Regions from separate parts of the Zea mays genome. Here region 2 is linked to region 1. A link is a contact called in public Hi-C data. All regions are on one chromosome and are shown on one strand. Each heading gives the region's core, a stretch centred on a gene start, on an enhancer-like site or on the middle of the called end of the contact. The rest is flanking DNA. Distances are from core to core; before and after follow the strand shown.

Region 1 (2,728 bases), core at 191-2,690:
TTCCAACTTGATTTCTTCTGTTTCCATCACTTAGACACAATACATTAGTCTCCAAAACAATGTACTAAGTCTTAGAAACATACCTTTTTACTTGATTTGCACTTTGTCCATCACTTTGCATAGATTAACACAAGTCCACTTGTGTTGGCACTCAATCACCAAAATACTTAGAAATGGCCCAAGGGCACATTTCCCTTTCAGTACCCCTAATTACTGTACCTGACAAAGGGTGTTCCTACGACTTATACAAATATATCTAGTTGCAATCCAACTAGTCTAAATCGCAGAACTTTGAACTTTTTACTCTCTCTAACTCATATTACTGTTTTTACTCAAACTAGCTCCAAAAGTGTGTTTTGTTGAATCCGAGTTGGAGGCGGCCGGCTGGCGCGGCAGCGACAAAGCGATGGAGGTCGCGGTGGCTGCCAGTGGTGCGCCGAAGAAGGATTTTGCCGAGAAGGCGAGGCTAGTTGTGGCTAGCTTACTGGCTCCTGCGCGGACGAAGATGGTGAGGAGCATGGGGCGCACGAGGGAGAGGGACGACACACTATTGGAGGGTGCGCGGGGAAGGAGAGGTAGGCTAGGCTGGAGCGAGAGGTGGAGAGGGAGAGGAAAGGGAAGGACCCTTAACGTATTTGGATAATTTTCGCGTATATGTGTTGACACGCGAGAGCGCCGCCATACGCGGAAACGCGGAGAGGGCCTTGAAATCCCCCGATTTTAATAGAGTATATGTAGATGTTCTGTTGGCCGCATTCACCAGCTGGGTGGAGAGGCCGAAACAATGTTCCTTTATCTAAAAATGTATATTATGGGTCCGTTTGGGAGGGCTTCACTTCAAGATTTTTGGGTTCGTTCTAGCTTCTTCTATACGAACATGTCTAGCTCTATGAGCTATAGCTTTGAAAAAAATCAAAACTAGAGGTCAGCTTCATAAAATTCACCAAGCTTCTCAAAGGGTGCCTCACAAACAGTGTTTTCATACATTCTCATTAAGTTGCACGAAAATTACCCACCATGCCACACAACTACACAACATATCGTTTTGGTTCTCTCGTGACAGCCCACTAATCTTCAAGGATAATCCAGGAAACTCACACAAATTAATTATATTATAGAATCTTGAGCCTATGTACAAGCAAGACACTTCTCAAACCTAGCTCAAAAATTTATTAAAGTTATTTTATAGTGAAGCTGTAAAACGGAAGGTGAAAATTTTAAAATAAAACACTTCCAAACATTATTCTTTAGTGCGCGAACTGTTGAGCGGGCAGGCCCATGCGCTTGCATGAGCGGAGCGGAGTTCAGTGCGCGAGAGCTGGCCCATGCGCGAGCTGCGGAACGGGCCGGTGAGCGAGCTGCGGAGGGACTGAGCGAGTCAGGGAAATTTTGGTGGTCGGCAACCTGCCTGTGCCTCAGTGCCTGGTCCGACATGGGCTGGTATTCTTGGGCCCTTGATGGACAGAATTAGTACGGCCTTTACGGGCTTGAATTGGTGGTGAGCTAAGAGGCCGAGAGGGGACCGATACGAAGAAAAGCAGTCCGCCGTTATTGACGGCGATCCTTCCCCATGTCGGCTAACCAATGCAAATAAAAATTTTCAATATTTCATAGTAGCCTCATTAGACCGTAGATCTCTATGGTATATCCAGACAATATGTAGGAACATAAACTGAAACATTCTGGAGCTACAAAGATAGTTATTAAATTGTTAGCACCACATAAAAGCACTCCCCCCTAGAGTAGCTATTAACACGAATAACAGAAACTCTGTTATAGTCATTTCTATACATTTAGGGTGCGTTTGGTTGCGGGACAACCAGGACAGGGACGCCTCCTGGCGTCCTCTCTCGTCCCTCCAATTTTGAGAGATAACTGGGGACAGTTCTGTCCCAACCCCTGACCCTGAAACAAACAATCTTATTTGAGGGATCGTCCCGTCCCATCCCGTCATGTCATTGCAATCAAACGCATAATGTACTCTTCGGACGTACAGACTAAATTACCTTATTCTCGTATGTAATAAGAGAATTCTCCAATGAGAATTAGGGATCAGATCTTCATTGTTATCTCTGTTCATCATACTGATGCAGTTGATATTGTTGAGAACCCATAATGAAGGGTTATGTGGGCAAATACCGAATATAGCTCTGAGGGCTATCGCGTCTCTAGATATAGAACATGTACTCCTCATATGGAACAGAGATCAAAAAGAGGCCAGAGGTCCAACCATATATCCAGTGTCTCGTGTGTTTCCTCTGTCGTGCTTATGGGAAGGGAGACGGGTTCTCTACAGCTTCTTGCGCCTCTACTGCTGACGGGAGGGAAGGGAGCGGATCTGGTGATCCGTGGTAACATAGTTCTCAACACGTTATCAGCATGCTCTACCTCGATGTTGCTGCGGACCCGATCTGCATCGACTCTCCACCACGCCGGCAGGTCCTCGGCCTAGCCGAACTGTCCTACGCGACAGGCTTCGATTCCCTTCGACGCAATCGAGTGGTATGGAATTTCAGATCTATAGTTCACGGTGCAAAAAGGCAACTTTGCTGGCGGCGCTCGCCAGCCGCTAGTCACACCTCGCATGGCCGCGTCATAAACTCTGCTCCCATGTCTCTGCGTCGTTGGCGTAAAATACCGTGGACAACGCGCAGGGCATAGAAATCACGCGCGCCGCCGAGGCTTCCGTAGCCGCGACTAGAAGATCGCTGCCGAGGCTTCCGTAGGG
Region 2 (2,742 bases), core at 166-2,665, 210 kb before region 1:
CATGAGATATGACGAACAGCCGAATCTTCCGTTTCCAGGATGGGAACAAGCGCCCAGCGGAGGAAAGCTGGGAGAGAGCGCAACGATTCTTTTGCTTTGCTTCTGACAGAACAACTGAACAAGAGAGGCGCAGCGCAGCTAGCTAGGAAGAATATACACCCGGTGCTGGCAGACGAAAAGCTCGGGAAGAACAAAAAAAAGAAGAGGAGGAAATTAATGGACGACAGCGTCCAGAGAGTTTTCGCAACTCCTGAAGCTCAACCACTACTGCCGATCGCTATCGTGTCTTCTGGTCCATGTCCGTGGTGAACAGAACAGAACAGAGGGTGGTAGGAGATGATGATGAGCTCGCTCGTAAGTACCAAGAAAGCCCTGAACTCTGGTGGCTTGGCTTGCATTGCATTTCTCGTTGCTTGCTCCTCTCGTCTTATAGGATTGATGGATCTTGCTGGGCTGCATGCACGATCAGCTAGCTATCTGTTGTGCAGAGGGTTAGGCCCCGTCGGTATGCGCCGCTTGTCATCGTCGTCGTCGGCGCATGCACCACGACCACGATCACGACCACGACCACCAGCAGCAGTAGCGCCGCCGCTCGCTGCTTTCCGCCTGCCGCTCTTACACCGGGAGGCGCCCACGACGGCGTCGAAGCGGACTAACGCGTCGGCAGCAGCCGCCGTGGGCACAGCACGGTGCTGGTGGTGCACGGTCGTCGCCGTTGCACCCGTCGACGGCGGCAGCCCACTCCCGCTGTGAGTGCGAGGGCGCGCGTGGGCGTGGCCGTCGTCACCGCGCGCGCGCCTCGACTGCGTCCTGCACTCGGCGACGGCGAGCTGCAGCACGACGGCGATGGCGAAGCACGACAGCACCGCTGCGGCGGCGGCGCGTGCCCACCGTCGCCGCCTCATGGGGCTCGATTGCGTCACGGCCTCACGGGCGAATGGGGCTGACGCTCTTGGCCTGGCTGCCGCACGGGCACGACAGCACGAGGAGACGAGACGGCGCGGGAGGGAGAGACGCTGCGCTCAAGTGTAGCTGAGCGCGCTGAGGACTGAGGTGAGGTGGTGAAACAAACGGGAGCAGTATTCGTGGACGGAAAGAGTTGTAGGAGTAGCCGAGCGCGAGCCTGCTCTCATGAGTTTTAACAGCGCGCGCGCGCGCGGCTCGGTTCCTTCCAGTCTGGAGTCGTAGTAATGGCAAACGTAGTAATGGCAGGCCTGCAGCGAGCCCGGCCGGCCGGCTAGCTAACCGCAGCAGTCCTCAGTCCTACTCCTCACTGATGAGCGCACGAGAGGACGGAGAACTGGCATGCACAGAACTTGCAGCCTGCTACTGGCTGGTGGCTGCTATGGTGCTCTAGCTCACTTTGACCATAGATTTTAAGGAAAACCACTGTTTGGGACTGGCCATTACTCATATCATATGGGAACACAGTATCACTGTCTCAATTCACATCCAGAATTTTTTTTTTAAAAAAAATGTGTACCTTCATATATAGTGTAATGATAGTATTAACTGGAGTAGTGTTTTTTAGCATAGATAGCAAGCATGATGAGAGACCCTCGTCGCAGCGTAGCGCAGGGTAAACACCTCGACGAGACGGCGGAAACGCTGCCTGCCCGTGCCCGGCCGCGGCGCGCGCGCGTTTGATCGCTGCCGTTTGCATGCTCACCGCTGCGTCGGACGCCTGCATTGTTTACCGATCGAATTCATGGGGGATGTGCCCAATGCCCATGCCGCATCTACTACTAGTATGATGAATCCTTCTTGGCACGCACGCAGCTATATATAGCTGACTCCATCGATCAATCAGCGCTACGAGTCCATGCAATTATATGCTACGCGCGCAGAGGCTGGTGCCGGCCGGCATCGGCCTCCTTCTGGGTCGTCCTCTCTGGACGAGTGGAGCAATCGCCGATCAGCAGCGGAGCCGGAGCACGCAGTACGGCGGCGGTGTGGGCGAGTGGGATGTCCCCGAGGAACTGAACGGACGGACAGTACTGCTTCCTACGTATAGCAGTATAGCACCGAAACCATAGATGCATGCGGCGGTGGTTCTCCAGTCTTCGCTTCACATCAGGGGCGTGTTCGGCTGGCTACAAGCCGACACTGTTGCAGCTGTTTGGATTGCTGCAGCTGCAATCCATAGAGAGAAAAATACTGTAGAAGCCGCAGCCGCAGCCGGATTGCAGCCGCAGCAAGCCGCAGCGAACAAGCTGCAGGATCGGAGTACCCTGCAAACACGCCGTCGTTAATTGCTACCGTCGGTTCAGGGGTACCGGCCCCTAGCTAGCTTGGCCAGAATTAAACAGGACCTCCCTGCGCAGGAGCAATGTTTTTTTTATCCTTCTCTAATATGGATGGACGGTAGGGCCGAAAATTAGCCGAGCCTAGCAAAACTTAAGCTTGCCCACTGCATCGAAGCTAAAGTATGAGGCTTGGCTCGACTCACGAGGCACACCTTGGTAAATATAATTACATTAAATATTAAATTAGTAGTATTTAAATATGAAATATATACTAATTATTTAATATTATGAGCTTGTCATATATCCATGGAAAGTCGCCTAGAGGGGGTAGGAATAGGCAAATCTGAAATTTACAAACTTAAGCACACACTACAAGCCGGGGTTAGCGTTAGAAATATAAATGAGTCCGAAAGAGAGGGCGAAAACAAATCACAAGCGAATAAGATTGAATGACACGGTGATTTGTTTTACCGAGGTTCGGTTCTTGCAAACCTAC

The links. A called contact is a pair of places that touch in the nucleus more often than the background predicts.
Region 2: a contact with region 1 is called in a Hi-C map of tassel, with 4 times the contacts expected there. The contact joins the promoter of LOC103626378 here to the enhancer-like site in region 1. A contact is called at or near these places in 2 of 25 Hi-C or Micro-C datasets (ear and tassel).

Annotation. Positions count from the first base shown.
Region 1 is chr5:55,946,898-55,949,625 of Zm-B73-REFERENCE-NAM-5.0, reverse strand. No RefSeq gene overlaps it. Among protein-coding and RNA genes, the nearest start is that of LOC111589267, 18 kb to the right of the region's middle. Within about 2 kb of position 1,440, at least 16 of the 20 cell types and tissues checked have an H3K27ac peak or open chromatin away from gene starts, as enhancers often do. A contact at or near this core is called in ear and tassel, where this site is marked.
Region 2 is chr5:56,153,334-56,156,075 of Zm-B73-REFERENCE-NAM-5.0, reverse strand. LOC103626378 reads right to left here and starts at 1,415. Exons shown (of 1, transcript XM_008646780.2): 1 at 40-1,415. The coding sequence starts at 905. The coding sequence ends at 474.